Regions from separate parts of the Hordeum vulgare genome. Here region 2 is linked to region 1. A link is a contact called in public Hi-C data. All regions are on one chromosome and are shown on one strand. Each heading gives the region's core, a stretch centred on a gene start, on an enhancer-like site or on the middle of the called end of the contact. The rest is flanking DNA. Distances are from core to core; before and after follow the strand shown.

The links. A called contact is a pair of places that touch in the nucleus more often than the background predicts.
Region 2: a contact with region 1 is called in a Hi-C map of leaf, with 3 times the contacts expected there. The contact joins the promoter of LOC123448866 here to the promoter of LOC123448859 in region 1. A contact is called at or near these places in 2 of 6 Hi-C or Micro-C datasets (both in leaf).

What each region holds. Positions count from the first base shown.
Region 1 is chr4H:439,954,021-439,960,482 of MorexV3_pseudomolecules_assembly, forward strand. LOC123448859 (dnaJ homolog subfamily B member 3) reads left to right here and starts at 1,846. Exons shown (of 5, transcript XM_045125885.1): 1 at 1,846-2,195; 2 at 2,317-2,404; 3 at 2,489-2,559; 4 at 2,741-2,797; 5 at 2,884-3,432. The coding sequence starts at 2,058. The coding sequence ends at 3,072.
Region 2 is chr4H:440,367,621-440,374,248 of MorexV3_pseudomolecules_assembly, forward strand. It overlaps LOC123448866 (probable xyloglucan 6-xylosyltransferase 1), which reads left to right and starts at 4,376. Exons shown (of 1, transcript XM_045125894.1): 1 at 4,376-6,613. The coding sequence starts at 4,836. The coding sequence ends at 6,194.

The DNA of each region.
Region 1 (6,462 bases), core at 596-3,095:
GTTTGCTCCTTGGAGGTTGCATCGTGCATCTTGATGAGTAATTTGAATGATTTATTTTTGCAGAAGTTTATACAAAGATTTGCTTGATCCTCATGTGCAGAGGTAATTCTGTATTTTGGAGGAGTTTTTTCTTCTTGGAGACAGAGATAGTTGATTTTGATCCAAATCCAGTAATGTTTTTATTTACCTTGTGAAATCTGTGGAAGTGGTATGTACCTGGTAAAAAACTTTCTTTACTAATGTTATATACATGTACTAGCAAAAGGGTTTGTGTGTTGCAAGGAAAGAAAAAAATACCACACGCTTTTAATTTTTTATAATCATTTTGATTTATTAAAATAATAAGCTAACTAACTAATGTAGTTAGTCCAGGCCTCAGCACAGGTCAGGATGGCCCAGGGTCGACGGGGGAGGTGATGCGTACGGGTATAATTTTTGCGGCGAATCGTTTTTTTTTCTTTTGCCTTGCAGATAAATGATGAAGCGCGGGTTGAATAAAAAAATTACAGGGACTTTTTTATAAAAATGTCGTGGTGATTTTTTTAAGGGACCGTGGTGGGTTTTCCGACGGAAGCAATAGCCGCTTTATTATTACATAGACTAGCAAAAGGGCCCATGCGTTGCAACGGGAGAAAAAAATACCGCACAGCACACGTTCTTAATTTATAAAAAATGTCTATAATTTGAGAATTTATAGTTACGATACAAATAAATATGGTCTTATCCTACAAAAATGCAGTTCAAAATTTCACAGGTCTTCTATTTTAACACGGCTTGCATGTAGATTTAATACATACAAAGAATCAGTCAAATGACCTTCAGTTTCATCTCTAATCCTGATTTTGTTGACGTGTTCATCCCCAACCCGGATGAGTACCGGTATGAAAGAAAGACGAATAATGACTTATTTATTAAGATTGCACCCTAGATAGTATTTTTATTAAACGTTTAACAGATAAAATAATATCATATTTAAATTCTACATATTTTTCTAATCAAATTCCATGTATAATATGTTAAATTTGGAGTTACGGTTTAAAAGATAAGAGTATTTAAAAAAATATTTAATATATACTACGAGTTTAATGTCATAAACAGTAAGGACTTTTTTGTAAAATCACCTCGATGGGTTTTCCGACAGAAGCGATAGCCTCTTTATTATTAGGTAAAGATATAGATATAGATATAGATATAGATAAAAAGTATCATTTTTTTAAGGATCAGCCCGACAGTTTCACACCAATGGCCTCATAATGGATGTATTATGCACGATGATGGGTAAACTCTCGAATACTATACAAGCTCTCAAATATATTTCATGATATCCATTGCAACACATGGAATTTGCACGCATAATTCTAATGTACTCCCTTTGTACCTAAATATAAGTCATTCTAAAAGTTTCACTAATGTACTATATACGGATGTATATAGACATATTTTAAGGTATAGATTTACTCATTTTATTTCGTATGTAGACATCTAGTGAAACATCTTAAAAGACTTATATTTAGGTACGGAGGGAGTACAATAAATGTGTTTACACTAATATAAACATAAAAAATTCTTCCATTATAACGCAGATACAATTTTAATGAACAACTAATAACACTAGGAAGAAGGACCACCCAAGGCCCAGGGCCTACCGACGTGTATTGGGTTGGGTTGGAGGGCGATGCAAGGTAATAAACCATCGAGGCCGAGCCCAAAACCTCGACGATTCCATGAACACAAAATGCAGACAGCATGGCAAAATTGTAAATACGACCATACCCCGATGGCGAAACCCGAAACGCCCCTTAAAAATATCTGGCATCGGCACGAACTCTGGAACCTTCACTGGCCCCAATCTCCGACGACCAAAAACTCTATTTAGATATTTTTTTTTCCCACGCCCCCCGACTCCCTACGGGAATAAACGCCTCTTTGCTGGTACCCGGCTCCCCCCTCATCAAAATTCTCAAATCCACCGTCTCCATCCCAATTCCATGGTGCAATAGCAGCACAGCCGCGTTCCGTTTCCTCGCCGTCGCGTCGTCGACGGTCGGCCTCATCCCATGGACGCCTCCGCCGGATCCGGCAATGCCCCCGGCGCCGGCGCCGGCGCGTCGTCTTGCTGCTACTACGCCCTGCTCGGCATCCGTAAGAACGCCTCCTCCACCGACGTACGCGCTGCCTACCGACGGCTCGCCATGGTACGCACGCTCCTCTCCTCTCCTCCGCTTCCCTTGGCGCGCATGGGCGTTTGTTTGGTTTCCTGGTCTGGTCACAAGGATCGGAGTGCTCATAATCCGATGTCTCGCTCTGGCCGTCCAGAAGTGGCACCCGGATCGGTGGGCGAGCGACCCCGGCGCGACGGGCGAGGCGAAGCGGCGGTTCCAGCGGATCCAGGAGGCCTACTCCGGTAAGGCGTCGCGAGCTTCTTCCCATCAGCCCTTGCCTTTGCCGCGCGAGGTTTTGATCGAATTCTCTCTTGGCGGCGTTGCAGTTTTGTCCGACAAGGGGAAGAGGGCCATGTACGACGCCGGGCTCTTTGATCCCCTCGACGACGACGACCAGGTGGGCGCTCTGCTTTCCCTCCCTCCCCGCTTATTGTCTCGTCCATATTCTCTCGATTATTATATTGTTTTATTTATTGATTGAAACAAAAAAAAAACAAGTGGGGAATTACCCGCTCGTGTCCGGGGACAGACCGACGTACATTGCCCCTGAAAATTTTGCTCTGGTTCTGGACGGCCAGGATTTCTCCGACTTCATGCAGGAGATGCTGGTGATGATGGATAGCGTGAAAAACGAGGTAGCCGCAACCGCTGACCCAACCACCACTAGTTTTATCCTGATTACTACCTTTTCTTGAACGATCTGGTATTACATCTCGTGCAGAAGCCGGACACGCTCGAAGACCTGCAGAAGATGCTGGATGACATAGTTAACGGCGACGGCGGTAGCCGCGCCACTGCAGGTGCTGGTAGCGCCGGCGGCGGCGGCGGCGGCGGCTGCGGCGGTCGCGTTCCACCGGAGGCCAACCGGAGAACTCGTGTCGCCCCTTACCCGCAGCCTTCGCGAAGGTGATGGACGCTCCGGTGTACGAGATGTGCACACACCGTTGCGCTTGTAGAAGAGAGACCAGAGCAACAAGAGAGCAATCAGCATGAAAAAAAAACAATAAAAATTTGGCAAACCAGAATTGTTGCTCAATCCCCTTGCCGGGGTGGTTACAACTTGAGTACAGTAGTTTTTAGTTCCTCTGTGATGACAATTGACGCCGTCGATCTGCTGAATTGTGTTACTTTGGCTGGTTCGTGCTTCGGTCGCGGCCCAAGAATTGGCCGCCCAGCGGCGATTCCATTATCTTTCGGGCCCTCTCGTCCCTTTCAGTTAAATTTGATCTCCCAATTGCTGCTGGAATATACACACACTACCTTATCTCCATTAATGTTTCCCCTTGTGGTGAGTCCTGTCCTGACTCGTGAGTTGTGCGTCGTCTTTTTGACCTGCCATTTACGAGTAGCACAGGCACAAACCTCCCCATTGTCTTCTCTGCCAAGCGGCTTGCCGACTTCGGCAGTCAGTTGTAACCAGAGATGATTCTCTTGCTTGACGCTCTTGTCTCGTGCCGTGTCGTGGTGCTCGGATGCCCTTGTACTGGGACGATGGTTCTAGCGAGCCGATAGTAACACTAGCGCACTGGCTGTGGTGACATACTGGGATTTGCATCTTGGCGTTTGCGAGTCGGGATCAGCGGCGGCGACGACGTTTCTCTTCTGGATGGCTCGTAGTACCAACGAAAACAACGAGACGGTCCCGTCCCGTGGAACGCCCTAGCAAGTTGTGTGGCGCCATCATACCAAGCTGTATGTATGATGCTCCTCCAATTTGCTGGGACGCGGGATGGTTTTGGACCAGAGGATTTCTCCGGGAACGAATCGTGGGGCTTCGGCGTGGAGAAATATCATCCGAAAATGGCCGGTCGGTCGCCTATCATGTCATGCCCAGGGACGGACGGAGCATCTCTCGTACGTATCGTGGATTGGTTTTAGACCTGGAAAAAAGCAAAGCGATGGACGCGAGCGTTTGGTGGTCCACCGATGAAACCGAACCTCAATGGACGACGTATGGACGGGGTTTTTTTAATGGTTCTTTTTAGTTTTCGCTTTAGAAAAGGCAAGATTAGGACGGGCTGATTCGAGATACTTCCGGCGCTGGATCTCCTTTGTTGGGCTGGGCAGGTTCAGCACCTTTCCCCCCTACTGTTGATTATTGATACTAGTACTATATCGAGAGGCGTACAGCGCCGGTGTTTCTTGAAGTATCCGTACGAGGGAATACAAAATATCCACGCCCATGCTCCCGTAGGAAGCGAACCAACATTGCTCCCATGACTCACCTCGAACAATCTGCCCGGAACAGTTTATTTTATTTTTTGGGAGGAGGCGTCGGCTTAACTCGAGACTGGAACGCTCTCGCTCTCGCTCCTCTTGCCGTCATATGCCCCGATTTAGTAACGCGAGCTTTGTTGTCCGCGAGTGGCAACTTGCATCGCGTCATACTCCGTTCTCTCTTTTTTCTTTTGAAATGTCATACTCCGTTCTCGAACCTACAGATATGAGCTCCTACTAACGTCTCCCGTTAAATCTGAGATCACTTCTGTTGCTGTCGCCTCTGGCGTGTCGTTGCTTGACGTCGGTCGTTTGCCGTCGCGCCTTAAACTTTCCGCCCTTGTGCAACTTGACCCGTCCATTTTTTGCAGCGGGGGCCGAGGTCGATGTCTACGTGAACGCGCTTGTGTATTGCACTGCGCGAGAACATGCATGCACGAGGTGAGCCACCGCCACACGTTGTACTACACCATGGCAACTTGCGTGCTTTCCCGCAAAAAAGAAAGGGTAAAATAGAGGGGGGAAAACGACAACAAATTGGCACTTTTAAGTTTTACGATGAGGATGAGCACAAAACAGCTCGTTTTCTCACTCTGCAGGGGCGGGGCCAAGTTGTGGTGTGCTGTGTGCGCGGTGTTGGCTGTCGGCAAGGTTTTCTTCGATCGATTTAGTTTTGTCGGTGAAACAAAAATAAACGTGAGCAATCAACGGATTCTTTGGTCTGCAGGATTCAAAGCAGAAAACTGGCACTGGCGTGTATTCGGGTCAGTTCCCTTGGCCATGGACTTCCTCTGGCGTGTATTCGGCGAGCTCGAGCTACGGGCTGCTCTGTCAAGTGTCAAGGCATGACTCTTTCATTGGCTGCGACTGCTGTCTACAGGAGTTTGGCTCATGTGAAATGTAAGATTTCTGTCTGTCTGGCGATTCAACGTAGGATTTGGATCTCAGTCTCTCATATAACTTTATCATGGTTTAGAGCAACTTCAATGGGATGACCCATTTCGTCCGACGTCTTTCGTTTGGATCGGTACGGACAAAAAGACGGTCTAATGCGTCGATCCATTTTCAAATCACGTCCGCTTTGCGTCTGCGTCGACCCATTTCCGTCCGTTTCGCGTCCGCCTTCTCGGAGACCGGCCCCAACCACCGCGGTCACATTATTTATGACGGCCGTCCTCCTCGGGCCCATGCGTTAGCGACCGCAGTCGGTCTTTTTTAATCCGAGTGTGCGGTGGGGTTCGGCCATCTGCTTTGAGAACCATCCCCCCGTCCTGATCTCACCATCCCTCTGTTTCCTCGTTGACGACCCATCAGCCATGGACGACGGCAACAATCTCGTCGTCTATGCCCGCGCGATGCTCCCACAGGAGGTCGCCTACCTGCAGGCTAATAGGACGATGCGATGGGTGCACGAGTGCGCCCGTGCTACGCCATGCTTTGCCCAGAACACCCTCGTTGTCTACTCCCGCGCGCTGCTTCCTGGGGAGGCCGCCTACCGTTAGGGAACGTAGTAATTTTAAAAAAATTACTACGTCACACAAGGATCTATCTAGGAAAAACCAGCAACGAGCAAAGAGGTAGAGCATCTTCATATCGTTGAAGACCGCATAGTGGAAGCATTACCGTGAACGCGGTCGATGGAGTCGTACTCGCGGCGATTCAAATCGCGGAAGATCCGATCCAAACACCGAACTTACCGTGTCTCCGCGTTCAACACACCTACAGCCCGGGGACGTCTCCTCCTTGATCCAACAAGGAGGGAGGAGAAGTTGAGGGAGAACTCCGGCAACACGACGGCGTGGTGGCGATGGAGTATGTGGCTCTCCGGCAGGGCTTCGCCGAGCATCGCGAAGGAGGAGAAAGAGGTGGAGGTAGGGCTCCACCATGGGGTGATCAAATCATGTGTGTTGCGGCCCCAAAACCTAGCATATATATAGGAGGGAGGGGGAGGGGGTTGCGCCACCCCTAGGGAAACCCTAGGAGGTGGTGCGGCAGCCCTAGAGGAGGAGGTGGAGGCGCCCTAGGTGGCTTGCCACCCAAGTCAGCCCCTAGGCTTTGGCCTTGGGTCCCTTCCCTTGCGCAC
Region 2 (6,628 bases), core at 3,126-5,625, 420 kb after region 1:
ACAAGGGGTCCACGAAGAAGCGGCCTTATCTATTTCACCATGCTTCCGTCCACATAGGACTAGCCTCATTCACGGTAGATCTTCACGAAGTAGGCGACCTCCTTTCCCTTAAAAAAAGTCTTGGTTCAACTCCAGAACACGAAGTAGACGACTCCCAAGCAACACCTAACCAATCTAGGAGGCACCACCCTCCAAAAGGTAATAGATGTGGTAGAACGATGAACTCCTTGCTCTTATCCTTCTAAAGATAGTCTCCCCAACACTCAGTCACTCTCTCTCAGATTTAGCAGGGGTAGGAGAGATTGATCCTGTGGAAAGCAACTTGGGGAGGCTAGAAATCAAAGTTCAAATGGTTGGAATTGAATCTCTTGATCTCAACACATGAGTAGGTGGCTCTCTCTCAATAAAATGCATCTAGCAAGTGTAAGTGTGTTATGAGTGCTTCCTCTATGAATGATAAGTAGGTGGATGGGAATATATAGGCAACCTCCAAAATACAACCGTTGCACCATAATTAACTAACTCGGTGACACCGAAGTTACAAACTCGGTGGTAATGACTTGCTCAAAAGGCAACAACTTTTGAATCTCGGTGGTATCGATACAATGACCTAGTCTAGATTTCGAAACTCGGTGAGACCGACTTCAAACTCGGAATTTCCGAAACTTGAAATTAGTTTAACCGAAAGTTGGTCACCCAAACTCGGTGGCACCGATAGGAATGTTGGTTGTACTAGGATGGTGGGTTTGGCATAGGATCTGTGTAAGTGTAAAATCGATATGGCCGAGTGGGAAAGGTTGGTGGCACCGATTTTCCATATTTGGCTTGGGACAGATTTATTTTGTGGAAGAGTAGTTGGGTATTTTTGTGGCTATCTCTAAGCACTTGAGCAACCAATTCATCATAATACTTCATCCCCTTTTAATAGTATTGGCTTTCCTATGGACTCAAAGTGATTTCTCAAAATATAAAATTAAGAGTCTTCTTGCTTGAAGTTTGAGCCAATCGTATTCCTTGTTTCATCAAGGGGCTTCTTCTCACAAACCTATAGCCAAAGCTCTTTGTGGACTATACCTGAAATATACTAGGTAGAAGTGTTAGTCCAAGAGATGATGTATGTTGTCATGAATTACCAAAACCACCAAGGGAGCATATGTGCTTTCATGAGTTTACCATGATCTCGTCTTGAAACCTTAACTTATTTTTCTGTTTGATTATTCTCTCCAGCCCGTGATCTCGCACACGATCTTGAAACCTCACCGGACATGGGATCTTGAGAGCACGTGAGCACGGGGTATCCAGAGAGTTGACACTCGACCCCATGCGCACAGTACAAGCCCATGAGCACATGTATCCAGAGAAGGATACCAAGAGGACTTTTTTGGATGCTTTGATGGCATTCTTCACAAAACAACCCAATGCACTTCGAGCATCACTATGGAACATATCTTCATATAAGATTCAATGCACTTGATGCTCCATATGAATCTTCATTTAATTCCAAAGCTTTGAGCGAACATATATTCACATACATGTGCTTCATCCTTGATTCCATCCAATATCCTTGGGGCACCATCTATGAACAAAATCTTCAAATATATCTCACTGAAAACATTAGTCCATAAACATTGTCATTAATTACCAAAACCATACTTAGGGGCTATATGCCCTTTCAAGAGTGATTACACTATTAGCCCATTAGAGATCAAACCCCATGTTTGAAGTTTTTGTGTCTCATTATTGTGGTCTATAGCTTTGCGACTTTGTTTTTTGGTCGCCATTGTGTGAGCACACGTGTATGGATGCTAATGCTTGCGCGCGCGCGTGTGTGTGTGTGGGGGGGTAATTATACTTGGTGTTTCTACAAACAAAACTTGATCCAACAATAAGAAAGAATTGTTATTTTCTTTTTATTTTAAATGCTAAATTTAAATAAGACACATTGCAAATCAATCAAAGTAAGATGTAACAGTCTCACCGAGAACTATACAAGGTATATTCAATTTTGATATTCATGGGGTGCACATAAAAAATACATATTGGTAAACAATACACATTGCAAATCAGCCAAGTAATATAAGATGGCTACAACCATAATTATATGTAAAAAAGATGGCTACAAATCTCCACAAAATTCTCACGCTTAGATTGAAGTTGTAAAAAGTCTAAGCGCGCAGGAAAAAGGTAGAAAGATAGTTTTCTATCCATCTGAAAACTTGGAACTTGGAACATTTTGCCAATAGATTAACTAAATTAAACATAGTCAGTAATAATTTAGGATTACTATGGGAGAAATATCAGTACTCATAATTGCGAAAGAAGTAAGACCTCTCAGAATATTGTTTCATAATCTAGTACATGCATGCAACTAGTACTAGTATCACATTATGATAATGTATCATAATAACCGAGGTGCTACTATAAATCCTCTAAAATGATAAATAAGTTAGTCAATCTAAGATATAAAGTCTGGAATTTGTATCATGCACACTAGTAGCATGCTCCAATGTGACCAGCAACATGTATCGAGAGAATTTTGCATGCAACTATGTAACATGGTTCAGTTACTTTTTATATCTTCAACGAACTTTTTTTTTCATGGTATGCTTTTTTTATTTTTATTTGTAAATTTAGGAGAATGACCTATGACCATCATCATCAAGCATGTAACATCAAGGTCTACCGTAACAATCAACATGTTTTAGCTACAAAAGCAACAATTCCATCACTTCTATGTATAGCAAACAACTTGCATCCGTGACTATCAAAGCACAAATGTATTAGCGTCAATGGCGCATGCATAGTCATCTACTCCCTTCGTTTCTAAATATAAGACATTTTAAAGATTACACTATGAACTATATATGGATGTACATAGACATATTTTAAAGTGTAGTATCATTCATTTTGCTCCGTATGTAGTCTTCTAGTAAAATCTCTAAAATGTCTTCTATTTAAGAACAGAGGGAGTAGATCTCTTCTAGATGAGAATTAACGCGTGTGGCTAACTCTCATCTAGATGGCAATTAACCGAGTTACTTCTAATCCATACACCATTTGATTTGACATTCGTGTTGGTTTTTTGCTTGTTCTTCTTTGTATTGATTAATCAAATGATGTTGGAGTTATATTTGAGTTTGTTAATTCTCATCTAAAAACGTAGACATAGTAAATAGTAATTTGAGATTGCCGTGGGGAAAAGTTAGGATTGTCAATTGTGAAAGAATTAAGATCTCTCACGGTAGTGTGTCATAAACTAGTTCTCTCTTTGTTTCCTTTTACACCACATTTAAGATTTGTATGAAGTAAAACTTTGTAAAGTTTGACCATATTTATAGAAAAAACATTCAAAATACCAAATCAACATCACTAGATGCATCATAATATTATTTCTCACATTGTCTTACTTTAGTATTGTAGTAGATGATAATATTGTTAATATAAGTTTGGTCAAACTTTGACTTTTTCAAACAAATGTAATACGGAGTAAAAGGAAGCGAAGGAAGTACATGCAACATATATGGCATAGCATTAATTCGGTTAAAATGATGATACTACTTGATTTAATAATTAACGGGTCTGACTAACTCTCATCTACTTCCTTCGTTCTTAAATATAAGTCTTTTTAGAAGTTTTATTAAAAGATTACATACGAATGTATATAGACATATTTTAAAGTATACATTCATTCATTTTGCTTCGTATATAGTCTTCTAGTGAAGTTTTAAAAAAAATATATATTTAAGAACGGAGGGAGTACTCCCTCCGTTCCTAAATATAAGTCTTTTAAGCGATTTCTCTAGATGTGTACAGACGGAGCAAAATGATCGAATGTATCCTCTAAAGTATGTCTATATATATTCGTATGTAGTACATTAGTGAAATCTCTACAATGACTTATATTTAGGAACGGAGGGAGTAGATGACAATGAACTGCGTCACATATAACTCCAGAGTGACATGTGGCAATCAATGTCATCAGGCATGTAACACCATCAAGTTTAACGTAGCAGTCGATATGGAATTTGTAGGTAGCTTTTATCCGTAATAACAAGCAGCCAGTACATGTGTGACGATCGAAGTAGAAATGCATTAGCACTAACGGGCAAACCCGGTTACCCGGCAGCCAGGCAGCAACCCCAGACCCGGTCGCGCCCACACCGCCAGGACAGAAGTACGGTACGAACGATTAACCGTGCGGCATAGCCCACCGAAACAACGGCCACCCTCTCTCCACGTCCCGCCAGGACCCACCCGTCATTGACCTATCTATCACCTCGCGACGCCCGCGTCAACCAACGAAAATTTACTAGTACTCCTAAAAAAAATACGAGTACTACTTACCGGGCGAGGGGAGGCGACACGGGGCGGGGGAAGGGAAAAAGGAGTGGAAGCATCGGGTGCATCTCGTCTCCGCGTCCTGCTGCCATTCCTTCCTTCCTTCCTTCCTTCCTCGCTCCCCCAAAGGCCTTCTTCCTCCTCCCCCAAGCCGAGAATCCGCGCCGCGCCGCGCCGGATTGACTCGATTTCGATCCCGCCTCCAGATTTCCTCCCCCTTCCCTTGGCCTCCGCTCCAGACACCCACCGCAATCCGCTCCCCCTCAACGTGCGCGCTCGCGCACTCCCACTCCCACTCGACCCCGCCCCCGCCCCTTATTAATTCCCCTTCCCCTCCGCACTTCTAAACCTCCTCCCCCTCTCCCTCCTCCTCCTCCCCGGCCCCGTCCCGCCCCCGCCGCATTGCCCGGCCGCGGCGTCGATTCAGAGGCGTCTGCATTGTTTGGTTTGGTTTTGTCTGGTGTTCGATCCGGGCCAGGGAAGGGATCGACAAGAAAATGTGGGTGGCGGAGCGGGTGCTGGGGGAGCGCCGGATGCGGGAGATCCAGCGCTTCACGCGGAACGCCAAGCTCACCGTCGTCTGCCTCATGCTCACCATCCTCGTGCTCCGCGGCACCCTCGGGGCGGGCAAGTTCGGCACGCCGCAGCAGGACCTCATCGAGCTGCGGCACCGATTCATCTCCCACCCGCAGCGGGCGCTCGCCGAGCACCACGACGCCCGCTCCAAGGCCTCCGACGCCGCCGACGCCGCCTCCGACGCCAGGTCCAAGGCAGCCGCCCGCGACGACGAGCCGGAGCCGCAGCCCAGGTCGCTCCGGGACCCGCCCTACACGCTCGGCCCCAAGATCTCCGACTGGGACGAGCAGCGGGCCGCGTGGAACCGCCGCCACCCGGAGACCCCGCCCTTCCTCAACGACGTCAAGCCGCGGGTCATGCTCGTCACGGGGTCCTCGCCCAAGCCCTGCGAGAACCCCGTCGGCGACCACTACCTCCTCAAGTCCATCAAGAACAAGATCGACTACTGCCGCATCCACGGCCTCGAGATCTTCTACAACATGGCGCTCCTCGACGCCGAGCTCGCCGGCTTCTGGGCCAAGCTCCCGCTCCTCCGCGCGCTCCTCCTGGCCCACCCGGAGGTCGAGTTCTTCTGGTGGATGGACTCCGACGCCATGTTCACCGACATGGCCTTCGAGCTGCCGTGGGAGCGCTACGGCCCATACAACTTCATCCTGCACGGCTGGGACGAGATGGTCTACGACGACAAGAACTGGATTGGTCTCAACACCGGTAGCTTCTTGCTGCGCAACTGCCAGTGGTCGCTCGATTACCTCGACACCTGGGCGCCCATGGGGCCAAAGGGCCCTGTTCGTATCGAGGCTGGGAAGGTGCTCACCAAGTACCTCAAGGACCGGCCGGTCTTCGAAGCCGACGATCAGTCGGCCATGGTGTACATCCTCGCTACCCAGCGTGAGAAATGGGGTAACAAGGTATATCTTGAGAATGGCTACTACCTCCATGGCTACTGGGGGATCTTGGTGGACAGGTATGAGGAGATGCTTGAGAATTACCAGCCAGGGCTCGGCGATCATCGGTGGCCGCTGGTCACTCACTTTGTCGGGTGCAAGCCATGCTCCAAGTTTGGGGATTACCCTGTTGAGAGATGCCTCAAGCAGATGGACCGTGCCTTCAATTTCGGGGACAACCAGGTCTTGCACATGTATGGGTTTGAGCACAAGTCTCTTGCGAGCAGGAGGATCAAGAGGATCAGGAATGAGACCAGTAACCCTCTTGATATGAAGGATGATTACGGGTTGCTCCACCCAGCATTCAAGGCCGTCAAGACTGCTACAACGTGATAACTATAGTACACTACGTCCACGTTTATTTTGTTCGTTCGTTCTAGATTCTCTTGGATCAAAATCCTATAATTGTTCTTTTTTGTAGAATCAGGGTAACAAGGAAATTTGGTTTTGGTATCGCGGGATGGATATCTATGTTGTACTGTGAAATGTTAGAGGATGAAGTTATGTTATTGATGGCACAATCTATGCCTTCCGCTTCTAGAAATCGAGTTAGACGAGGGTACTCAGCTGAATAGCTCTATGGATTTCCTATTTACTCCCTCTGTAAACTAATTAAGACGTTTCAAATTAAACTGTAAAAACGTTTTATATTAGTGTACAGAGGTTGTATTTGTTATCGGTAAAACAGTTAGGGTTTTCATTTGTTGTAAGTGTACATTTCACTTCCCTAAAGGTTATTCGTCATGTGCTTATTGGTTCTTCTTCAG